Linked DNA regions of Sus scrofa: regions 1 and 3 are each linked to region 2. A link is a contact called in public HiChIP or PLAC-seq data. All regions are on one chromosome and are shown on one strand. Each heading gives the region's core, a stretch centred on a gene start, on an enhancer-like site or on the middle of the called end of the contact. The rest is flanking DNA. Distances are from core to core; before and after follow the strand shown.

Region 1 (3,840 bases), core at 792-3,291, 330 kb before region 2:
ACAAATAAATGAGAAATCCAGTAGGGTCATAAATGAGGAGATTCAGTATCACAACATGGCAATTCTGTATAAATGCAAAGCAAGCCCAATTAAAATTCCCAAAAGTGGTTTCCTGGCACTTACTAGTCTGGTTCTAAAATTTATACAGAGGATCCAAATATAGCCAAGACAACTGTGAAGAAGGAGAAGAAAGACTGTTTCCCATTTTAAAAAGAAACTGGAGTTCAGGCTTCTCTTAAAAACAGGAAGATCTGGCCACAGCGGGGACTGGAGTTGACTAGCAGCTGCCCGTATTCAGATAGAATATGTGCCCACCAGTTCCCTCCCCCCATTTCCTTATTTATGGTACCTTCCAGATCCTTATAGATATTTGATTGTATGCTGGAGTGGGGGTGGGGAGAGGGAGTTAGGGTATGAGGAATAAAAGGGATTATTTAAAATACATAGGTTCTGTTTGGTTATGCAAACATCATCCGCATGGAAAGATATTAGCAGGCAAGCAGAAAGAACAAAAGGGGGGAATGCGTGAATCTAAGATTTGACGTTTCTGGTTAATGGGCACGGACATGGGTGGAGGAGAGGGGATAGAGGAAAGCATGGCAGAGGTTATAAAGTGAGGGAACTGGAAGATTCGCACGGCACAAGAGTTGGAGAGGCTGGCTTCCTGAGTTCATACTGGAATTGGGGTAAAGGGAAAGATCTTAAGAAAACAACGCACGGGGCTCCTAAGAACTGCAAGAGAAATAGGAACGAATCCAACAGAGGCAGAAAGGAAAAATAACTTCTCCTGGAAACCCATTGTGGACCAAGCTCTTCCACCCAGGTTATCTCCTGAACCCCCATGTTAGTCCTCTGAGAGGAGATATTAATATCTTTTTGTTATGGATGAGCAAATTAAGCTATGAAAACTGAGGTCATTGGCCCCATGCGACAAAGCTGAGCTCTGAAGCAGTCAGATTCAAACCAGGGTCCCTGACTCCACAATCCACCTTTTCTTTCACTAAACCCAGAGGATCACTGGAACACCCTGAAATGCAAGCGCAGCTATGGCAAAGAAAACAACATGAGGAAAGGTGCTGTTAATCTCACCCCCTCAACCACCCAAATTTTATCAGTGCTTCCGAAGCACCAGTTGACACAGATGAGGGAGAAATAAGAGACTGTGTCCCCTGCTAACTTCAGTTAGGGAACCTGTTTTAGACGGGGGTTCCTGGAGAATCTAATCCAAACAGTCCTTGATCCACAATGTCAGAAGCAAAGAGGTAGAAGCCCCCCTAGGCATGGGGCTGCCTATTAATTCTGCCCCTTGACCAAGTGATTTAATCCCAATCTCCAAGCCCCTGCCGCTGGTAAAACGGGTGTATTCACGGGATTGTTTTGGAAGACTCCATGTGATAAAGCTTGCAATGTGCTTAGAACAGTTACTGGACACTTCAGCGCTCAATGTCATCGTCATCATGAATATGATGGAAGTCTTTTTTAAAAATAAGGCAGTCTGACTTACTTGGAAATGTATCAAAAAACAGGAGGTGAGGAGGGATAGAGGTAGTGTGATAAGGTCTATTAAAACTTTAATGACAGAAAGTTAAAATAGTTAAAAAGTTAAAGTGCACAATTCTTTCAACTTCCTATGTTTGAAAATGTCCATGATCCAACGTTGGAAAAATAATGCAGTGTGACCTGCTTTGAGAGGAGGGGAGAGCTAAGTTTTGTTTTTGTCTTTTTTTTTTTTTTAATAGAAAAGGTACAAAAACGAAAACAAAATGGGCGAAATCTTCCTCAACCCCGTCCCGCCTTCGGGCTGTGGGCCGTTTGTAAAGCTGCTTGAATGAAATCATCGAGGACCGCTTGCGAAATACCAAATCCTCGAGAGCGAGACCCAAGGCTGCCAAACTCTCGCAAGGGGCAGGGACGCGCTCCAAGCGCCCCATCCCGCTTCGATGCCGAGGAGGTGGGGTTGGAACGAGCGCCGGCGGAAACGCGGCCCGGCCGTTACCAGGGGGTTCCCGGCTCGCGGGGCCACTGAGCGCTGCAAGTAAATACCTTCGGCGGGGCGGGGGAGAGAAGCGTCGAATTTCAAAAAAAAAAAAAAGCCCAAACCCCCACAGCCCCGGGCGGGCGGGCGCGCGCGATGGGCGCCCTTTGGCTGAGGGAGCGAGTGGAGGATGCTGGGAAGGAGGTAAAATGGCCACCGGCGGCGGCGCGGAGGAGGAGAGGAAGAGGGGGCGGCCGCAGCTCCTGCCCCCCGGGCGCCCGGCGCCCAGGGCTGAGGAAGCTGAGGGCGGCCGCGAGAAGATGGGCTGGGCCCAGGTCGTGAAGAACCTGGCCGAAAAGAAGGGCGAATTCCGCGAGTCGCGGCCGCCGCGGCGGGAGGAAGAAGGCGGCGCAGGAGGCGGGCTTTGCGCCCCCGCGGGCCTGGCAGCGCCGGGCCTCGGCGACTTCCCCCCGGCCGGCCGCGGGGACCCGAAGGGTCGCCGAAGGGACCCGGCCGGCGAGGCGGCGGACGCCCGCAAGAAGAAGGGCGCAGCCGAGGCAGGCAGGAGGAAGAAGGCCGAGGTGGCGGCCATGGCGGGCCCGAGCAGGCCCGGCGCGGCCGAGGACGCGGCCGAGCGGCCTCCCCAGGACGAGACGGCGGCGGCGACGGGCCCCGGGGCGGGCCCGGGCAAGGGCCGCTTTCTCGTGCGCATCTGTTTCCAGGGAGACGAAGGCGCTTGCCCGACCCGGGACTTCGTAGTGGGCGCGCTCATCCTGCGCTCCATCGGCATGGACCCGAGCGACATCTACGCGGTTATCCAGATTCCCGGCAGCCGCGAGTTCGACGTGAGCTTCCGCTCCGCGGAGAAACTGGCCCTGTTCCTACGCGTCTACGAGGAGAAGCGCGAGCAGGAGGACTGCTGGGAGAACTTTGTGGTGCTGGGGCGGAGCAAGTCCAGCTTGAAGACGCTCTTCATCCTCTTCCGGAACGAGACGGTGGACGTGGAGGACATCGTGACCTGGCTCAAGCGCCACTGCGATGTGCTGGCCGTGCCAGTGAAAGTGACCGACAGGTTTGGGATCTGGACCGGGGAGTACAAGTGCGAGATCGAGCTGCGCCAGGGGGAGGGCGGGGTCAGGCACCTGCCGGGAGCCTTCTTCCTGGGGGCCGAGAGGGGCTACAGTTGGTACAAAGGGCAGCCCAAGACGTGCTTTAAATGTGGTTCCCGGACCCACATGAGCGGCAGCTGCACACAGGACAGGTGCTTCAGGTGCGGGGAGGAAGGGCACCTGAGCCCTTACTGCCGGAAGGGCATCGTCTGCAACCTCTGTGGCAAGCGAGGACACGCCTTTGCCCAGTGTCCCAAAGCCGTTCACAATTCCGTGGCAGCTCAGCTAACCGGCGTGGCCGGGCACTGAACACCCGCCTGCCTGCCAAGGTGAACACAGAGCCAGCTTACCCCTCTTAAGTGCCAAAACTTTTTTTAAACCATTTTTTATCGTCTTCGAAGGAGATCTTCTTAAACCTGCAAGAGACGTCTCGCTCTGCCTTCCTAAACCGAGTTTACTCCATTTCAGCCTTTACTGAATTTGGTGACTGTTGTCACTAACGATGACCGAGAACTGTAGCGTGCAGATATGTCGCCCCTCCCTTTTTTAAACTTTGTTTTCTGTTTTGTATTCGAGGATTTTTTTTTTTTCTGGTACTTTTTATTCCCCACGCCTTGTCTTCTCCCTGGATATCCACCCTTTGGGCTGCCTTGCTCATCTTTATGCCCCAGCGCTAGGTAGGGGCCCAGCACATGGTAGGCACTCCATCAGTGTTTGTTGAACTGAGAACATTGTTGACTGTGGCTTTTGTCAGGG
Region 2 (3,703 bases), core at 533-3,032:
TTGGACCAAATTCAAGGCAAGGCGTTCCTGCCTCACTCCAAAGGAACAGTATGCAGTTTTTGGCTGAGCATGAGAAATTCTCTGGGCATCTCTGGGTTTCCTCAGCTGGTCTGGGACAGGACCAAGGGGATTTGAGCAGGCAGGAGGGCTTTATGGCAGTCCCCCAAGGGATCCACAACACAGGCTGGCAGGCATTTCTTTTCTACCCATGTCCTCAAGCCTGCATGGCCCCGGGTATACCCTCTGTCCTGCCAGCACTCAGACAAGCCCATCCATACCCCTGGGCTTCAGTCCTCAAATCCAAGAGGTTCTGAGGTCAAGAAAAGAAGGCAGTAGAATAAGAGACATGTGGTTCTCTTGGGGACCTGGGGGAGGCCGGGGGATGAGTGTCTGTAGCCATATCCCTAATTACTCCCTAATTTCTTTGACCTTGTTGAGGTCACAGAACCCTTTGCCCAGCGCCCTCTTGCTACCTGGCTTGGCAGGGTGATGGAATGTGGGTGAAGTGCTTGGAAATCTGTGTGGCAGAAGCTCCCACTCTTCTGGCTCCTGCCTTTGCCATCTCAGCTACCCCTTCATTCTCAGCCCTTTCTTCTCTCCTTTTTCCTCTCCTCTCCTTTTCCCTCCTCTCTCTCTCTCTCTCTCACCCCCCCCCAAAAGCTGATGCCACATGTGATGTCAGATTTCTTACTGCAAAAAGGACGCCTCCTCTCTAGACACCTGTCCTGGTGGAGGCCATCAGAGGAGAACCCTTTTGTGACCCCCCCCCTTGATGGGGAATGGGGTCCACAGAAGCAGTCTCTGATTCTTCTCCATACCTTCCAGAGATCACCCCCTTCTGGGCCTGAATGACCTCTCTTGTCCCCCAAACCCTTGTCCCTACAGGAACTTGCTCTGAAAAGGGATGAAGTGTGTTGAGGGTGGGGGACACCCAGGAACAGCAGGGCTGGTTCCAGAGGGGCATAAGAAGCTGGAGGGGAGAGGGCATGCAGCCCAGGGGACCAGGAGCCACTTTGGGGGAATCCCTCCTAGAAATCCTCTTTTCATCTTGGTCCCCAGGACGGGCCCAGCCTTTGGCAGGCATGTGGCTGAGGGTAACAAAAGAGTTGCTGAGAGAGGGGGCCTGAGAACACTTGTCTGGCATCTCCAGGGGGAGCAGGCTTGAAGGGAAAGAGGGTGCTCCCAGCTACCCCTTAGGAGCCAACCCTGTCTCCCCAGGGATTGGTAATCGAGGCCGGTTTACCTTCCCCATTAGGGCAGCACACTCGGGCAGCCAGCCTCCTTCCTTCTGCCGCGGAGAGGAGACTCTGGGACTGCCTTGTGCGTTAGCCCCACAGCGCCGGCCCTTCGTGGGCGCCTCTCTCTCTCTCCATTCTCTAACCACCCCTTGCTCCAGCCCCGATCTAGGGCCGCAACTTTCGAAGTCCAGGCTGGCGCTTGGCGACGGGATGGGCCGACCCTGCGACTTTCCCTTTGTACGGGCCTGGCCCTTGCCCCGCCCGCCCGGCCCCCAGGAAGCCTGAGAGGCTCACACATCCAGGGAAATCTCCTCCCGGGGGTTCCCTGCCGCGCGCACCCCTCCTCGTGGCCCGAGCTGGGGAGGGCCCGAACTCCCCTCCCCTCTTCTCCCCCCGCCGGGTCCCACTCACCGTTGTCCCCGGGCGGCCCCCGGGCGCCAGGCAGCACGTAGGCAGTCTCCAAGGGGTGGTAGGTGGGGGCCGGCACCCCGCTGCACTGGAAGCCGTCCCCTTTGATCTTCTTTACCAGGAAGGAGCGGGGCATGGTGCGACTGGCGGGGGGCTCGGCGGGGGCACTTGCGTGGGGCCCCGGTGGGGGGAGACGGCCAGCCGGGCGCGATTGGCTGTCTGCGCGGGGTTTCAGCACTGGACAGCTCCCAGCGGGCGGGCAGGCGGCGGGCGGCAGCGCGGAGCCGGCACCGGTGGCGGCGGCCCGGGCTCTGGCTCTGGCTCCCGCTCGGGCTTGGCGGCGGCGGCGCGCAGACAGGCGATCACTGGAGCTGTGCTCAGCACTCCGGCTGCCGGCTTTATATGGGACGCAGGCTGGAGGAGATCAGGTGGTCCCCTAGCAATGGAACTGTTCAGCGCTCTAATCCATCAAATGTCCCCCAGGACAATCGCTCCGCACACGTTCCCCTGAACCGGCAGCGGTGGGGGCAGGCCAGGCGCAGGGAGCAGCGGGCAGGCAGGAGGGGAGAAAGTGAGGGTGAGAAAGGCGCAGAGATACGGAGAGATGGAGAAGGGTGGGGGGAAGACAAGGGGGAAGAGAGAGAGAGAGGGAGAGAGAGAGAGAGAGAGGAGATACACAGAGAAAGACAGAGACAGAAAAAGAGAGGCACACACACTGAAAGAGGTAGAAATAGGAGCAGAGAGACCAAGATAAGGACAAAAAGACACAAGAAGAAACAGAGAGAGAAGAAAGGAAGAGATGGAGAGAAGTAGCAACATACACCCCCCACAGGAGAAAAAGAGAGATCAGATACACAAAAAGAAAGCCCCCAGGGATGTAAAGAAAAGAGAAGAAAAGTGCAAGACAGAGAAAGAAACCGAGGGGACAGAAGGTAGAGTAGTCTGAGCAGGCGAGGTTCAGGCACATGGGGACACAGGGAAGGGGATGCGAAGAAAAGAGTGTGAGCTCGCCCGTGGCGAGCTCCTGCCCCCAGCCCTCTCCTTGTCCCCCAGTTTTGAAGTGGCCAGTTTGGACACTCAGCTTTAACTAGGGGAAATCATCCCACCCACCCCAGCTCGGCCTCCCAATGAAGCCCCCTCTTGGGTTTGGGGTTCAACTTTCGTCTCCCAGAACCAATGGGAGGAGCAAGTCCCCCATGCTGATGCCCAGCCCCGTTCAGCCGGTCCTGTTCCGGTGCCTAGATCAGGCGGGCGCTGCAAGAGGAAGTGAAAATCGTCCAGTAATTAATTTCCCTGCTGCCGGGGGGTGGTGGTTTTGACACATCCGAGGCTGTGTCTTTCCCTGAAGCGGGGAGCAGACAATAGAGACACGTGGACTGGGAAGGGAGAGGGGGGAAGGGAGGGGGAGCGGGGCTCCCGCTGGAACTCTTTGCAGGTCAGCTCCTTTGTCTCCAGGAGGATCTGAGCGGACACCCCCGCCCCCCACCATCCGGCCAGAACCTAGGGGAGCTTCCATATCTTGGTAGGACCGAGGAACAGGAGAACACATCCCCCCTGCCCAGCAGATGCTTGGCAAAGTGCCATGGTGGTGGGCTTGCCTCAAAAAGTATGGGATAGCCAGAGCTCAAGAGTCCTGGAATCAGACTCTAGGAATGCCAAGATCTCATTGGTCAACAGCAGTCTGTTTATGGGATGCCAGACTAATGGAGTGGTAATGTGCTTTGGGAACTGGGTCATCCCAATACCAGTTGGGAGACGAAGACCCATGGAGACTAAGAGAGGGCACGGAGGTGACCAAGGTCCCAAAGTGAGTCAGCAGAAATTTCCAGAGACCTCCGTAGCCTTTGGGCCCATTCAGTCAAGGACTCACACAGTCTTTGAGATGTCACTTAGAAACCTCAGAATAAAATTTGGGTCCCTAGTATGGCCAAGGCCCTGAATGATATGGGGCGCCTTGCCTATCTTCTCAGCCAGATTGCCCCATCTTTTTGTCCTCTGGGACTTTTTTTAACCTCAGTCACAGAAGGTTGAGGTGATGATACCACTTGTCTCATGGC
Region 3 (3,606 bases), core at 107-2,606, 260 kb before region 2:
ACAGGAACTCCTCCCTTCATGTCTTTGCACTCCTCACTCCTCTTCCTTAAGATCTTAGTTTAAACATCACCTTCCTGATAAGCCCTGCTGAAAATAGCTACTTCCCAGCCATATCTTATAGAGAATAAATCTATGCTATTTATTCAAGAAAATATATGACACATCATCTATTTGAAATTATCTGGGCCTACTGATTTTATTTTCTTGAGAGTGCTCTGTCTCCCCACTGATTTATAAGATCCCTGAGGATGGGGGTGAGTCAAGCTTGTCACCACTGTCATCCAGCAATTAGAACAGGGTCTGACACAACATGAAGCAGTTAAGAATGCATAAGTCAACCCAGCACAGTCTTGCTTCAGTGAGGCCCTGGAGAGACAACATCCTGCCTTTCTTTGCCTCTTATGGCTGTAGGAGAGCCCAGTCAGTCTAGCTCCTGGTGTAGAAAATGAGTTCATTCATCGCTCCAGGCTGGGGGAGTCTCCAGGGTTAAATCAAATCCCAGAACCTCCTGGTATGCTCTAGGGCTCTGACACACACACACACACACACTCAGAGGAGCTGATCCCTAAGGTTCTGCAACCGGGGAAACAAAGCTAACTCCACCCACCTTCCCTTAACCTCTGTCTGGTGGAGTTATTTTTTGACACTGGTGAACTCAGACATCAAGGCCTAAAGGGAATTGGACCCTTGGGGCTGCACAGGGATGCTTCTCCAAACAGCTAGTGGCACCAGGGCTTCCCAGGCCAAGCGTGCAATTCCTGTTATAGGTGCCGGCTCTCCTTGAGCCTCCAGTTTCCACTCCTTTAGTATCTACCAGGTGCCGGGCGGCACAGCTCTAAGCGTTTAACATGTGTTAATTTATTCAATCTATTTCCTCAGGTAACACAGTGGGCACGCTTTGGCCCACTTTTCTTAACTACACGGCTGAAGTGCCTCTATTATATGCATGCTGTGAAGGCTACCCCACCCTAGTTCTCCCCGGGGCACAACAATTGTTCTATTGAGCTCCTAAATCCACGGCCTTTGCAGAGCTACCCCCCCACCCTGTAGCTGGGCCTCAGGCTGCTCCTTAGTAGAATGGGGAGAATGGAGCTTTCTGCCCGCCCAAGGTTCTCCTATACTGCAATGAAACAATGGCGGGAAAGTGCTTTATAACCCGGGAAGCACGCAGGAAACTATCACTGTTCTTTTTCTCTTCAGGCCCATCCTGAGAAGGTAGGATGTTCTTCCGTTTCACAGGTGGGAAAACTGAGGCCCAGAAAGGCAAAATGCTGTTTCCAAGGTGAAAGGGAAAGTCGGTGGCTCGCCTGCGGACCACACACGAGGAGCGGGGCGGGGCGCGCTCTAGCGGGGACCTCAGGGGGCGGGGCGCAGGGGATGGTGCAATCCCCCGCCGGAGGGCATCAGGCGGCGGCTGATTAGCTCAGGTTTACATCACCCGGGCCGGAGTTGAAGCCCGGCTCCCTGCGCTCCCGAGACACTCGCGGCGGAAGCGGCGGCGACTCGGCACACATTCCGGCTGCTGGGGACCCGGGCCAGAGCCCCATCCGGAGCCGACCTCAGCCGGGGCCGAGCGGCCTGGGCCATCGTGGGTGCCTGGCGACTCTTGAGCTTGGCCGGCACCAGGACCCCGCCGCTGGCGAGGGCAAGGTACCTGGCGGGAGCGGGAGGTGGTGGATAGAGGGGCGACCCGGAGCCTCCGTCCGGTCCGGGGGGCGATCTGGGCTGAGTGTTCCCGCTCGGACCCGGTGACGCGGCCCCGCGGGGCGTAGGGTCGCCGAGTGCAGCCGACGCGGGCGGGCGCGAGGGTGCGCCCCAGCGGGGCGTGGCAGCGTGTCGCCGGGACGGAGGGAGTGGGGACTGTGTTGGCCCCACGCCGCCCCCGCAGGGGTGTGTAGTGTCTGCGTTTGCTGGAGTGTGGGGCGGGCTGGGGAGCTGTGTGGTTGGGTGCGGGGAAGTCTGTGGGGTCCCTGGCGGCCAGGGGGCCTCTGTAACTGTGGGGTGTGCCGGTGCGGATCTGAGTCCGCGTGGGCCAGTGGGGTCCTGATGAGGCCGTGTCTCCTGGGCGCCCGCGGCAGGTGCTGGCGGAGTTGTGCGGAGACCGGCCGGGGTGCTCGCCAGCGGGGCAGGCGCAGGGTCAAGGGCTGCCGGCGCGCGGCGTGCGGGCGTGGCTCGCAGGTACGCTCCGCCTGGAGGCCCTGGTTCACACGCTGTACGGTGCGTGCGTATTCCGTTCCTGCCGACTGTGTGTGTTGTACCTGGATTCTGGGGTGAGGGTGGAGCGAGGCCTCTTACCCCAGACCCGGGGCCCAGTCGCCTTCCCTTTGCCCGGTCCCTGCCCCGCCGCCGACCCTCGGCTCCCGCTGAACCTTCTGCCCCGGGACGCTCGCCGCTTCCGCTCCCACGAGACTAGCCCAGCTGCCCAGGCCGGGGCGAGGCCACCTACTTCTTTCGCGCTGGGGTCGTGGCGGGGAGGGAGGGTCAGACGAAGCGTGTGGCCTTGGTAACTGTCCCGCAGTCGTGAGTACATAGTTATGAGAGCTTTGCTGGCTTGTGTATGCACATCTGCCCTTGGAGGGCGAGATGTGTGTCACTTAATGATGTGTGCACCCCTCTCTGACCTGCATGTGTGCCTTGACTGGCTGGATTGGACAGTGTTTCTGAGGGGCGTGTGTACACCTGTCTGCCCTGAGTCATGTGAGTTATATGCGGTTGGTATGACCCGCCCTTGTTCTCCAGAGAGCGTCAGAGAACAGCAAGAGATTGATACTAGCGGATGCCTGCATCCTGCTGCAGAGATTCTAGTCTTGCCTCATGACCTGCAAATTTCCCTTGCTTATCTATAGACTCAGTTACCCCACCTGTCCAGTGGAGCTTCTCCCAGGTGGTACCAGACTCTGAGCCCCGGATAAATCCAAAGCAGCCTAGGGTGCTGAGGTGGCCACAGGAGGAGGTGGGGTGCGTAGGGGTGGGTTGCAGGGCACAAAGCATCCACACAGCCAGGAATCATTTTACTTTCCAAAGAGCCATTGCAGTGAGAAGTGTCATCCTAGCCTTATCCCTGGAGAGATTTCTGAGACTCCCAAGGGTGGCACGTCAGCATATTCAGCTATTAATAATAACAATAATAATAATACTGAAATTCAAAATTCCCTTGCCTCCCTACCAAATCCCTTCCTCTCCTGGGATCTCCCAGGAGGCCAGAAGCTACTGTGGCCAATTTAGTCTGAGTCCTTCCAGACCTTTTCCTGTGCATTTCTACACCTATATATACAAATATGGAGATACATCCTCTTATATGATGGTGGGTTTTTATATGTAAAAGAGATCTCAGGTATATCGTTCAGCAGCTTGCTTTATTCACTTGACAGTGCATATATTCATTCCAGAACATTCATATGTACATTCAGTGTACACTTCATTCATCATCCTTTGTCATCCATACTCCTCCTCTCCACCTTCCATCCTTCTCCCCCTTTCATAGGAGGGATAGACACGGTACTCAACAGACATAGTGTAACGTCTCTTTTTTTCTTTTTTGTCTTTTTAGGGCTGCACCTGCAGCATGTGGAAGTTCCCAGGCTAAGATTCAAATAGAAGCTGCAG

Evidence for each region. HiChIP or PLAC-seq counts read pairs in DNA pulled down with a chosen protein or histone mark.
Region 1: a contact with region 2 is called in an H3K27ac HiChIP or PLAC-seq map of alveolar macrophages. The contact joins the promoter of ZCCHC3 here to the promoter of SCRT2 in region 2. A contact is called at or near these places in 1 of 5 promoter capture datasets (fetal liver) and 1 of 2 datasets of contacts at active chromatin or transcription factors (alveolar macrophages).
Region 3: a contact with region 2 is called in an H3K27ac HiChIP or PLAC-seq map of alveolar macrophages. The contact joins the promoter of TRIB3 here to the promoter of SCRT2 in region 2. A contact is called at or near these places in 1 of 47 Hi-C or Micro-C datasets (embryonic fibroblasts) and 1 of 2 datasets of contacts at active chromatin or transcription factors (alveolar macrophages).

What each region holds. Positions count from the first base shown.
Region 1 is chr17:34,883,833-34,887,672 of Sscrofa11.1, reverse strand. ZCCHC3 (zinc finger CCHC domain-containing protein 3) reads left to right here and starts at 2,041. Exons shown (of 1, transcript XM_003134368.4): 1 at 2,041-3,840. The coding sequence starts at 2,185. The coding sequence ends at 3,393.
Region 2 is chr17:34,556,326-34,560,028 of Sscrofa11.1, reverse strand. It overlaps SCRT2 (transcriptional repressor scratch 2), which reads right to left and starts at 1,782. Exons shown (of 2, transcript XM_021077537.1): 1 at 1,650-1,782. The coding sequence starts at 1,782. All of the region lies in intron 1 of LOC106506648 (a long non-coding RNA gene), which reads left to right.
Region 3 is chr17:34,817,342-34,820,947 of Sscrofa11.1, reverse strand. TRIB3 (tribbles homolog 3) reads left to right here and starts at 1,356. Exons shown (of 4, transcript XM_013983169.2): 1 at 1,356-1,650.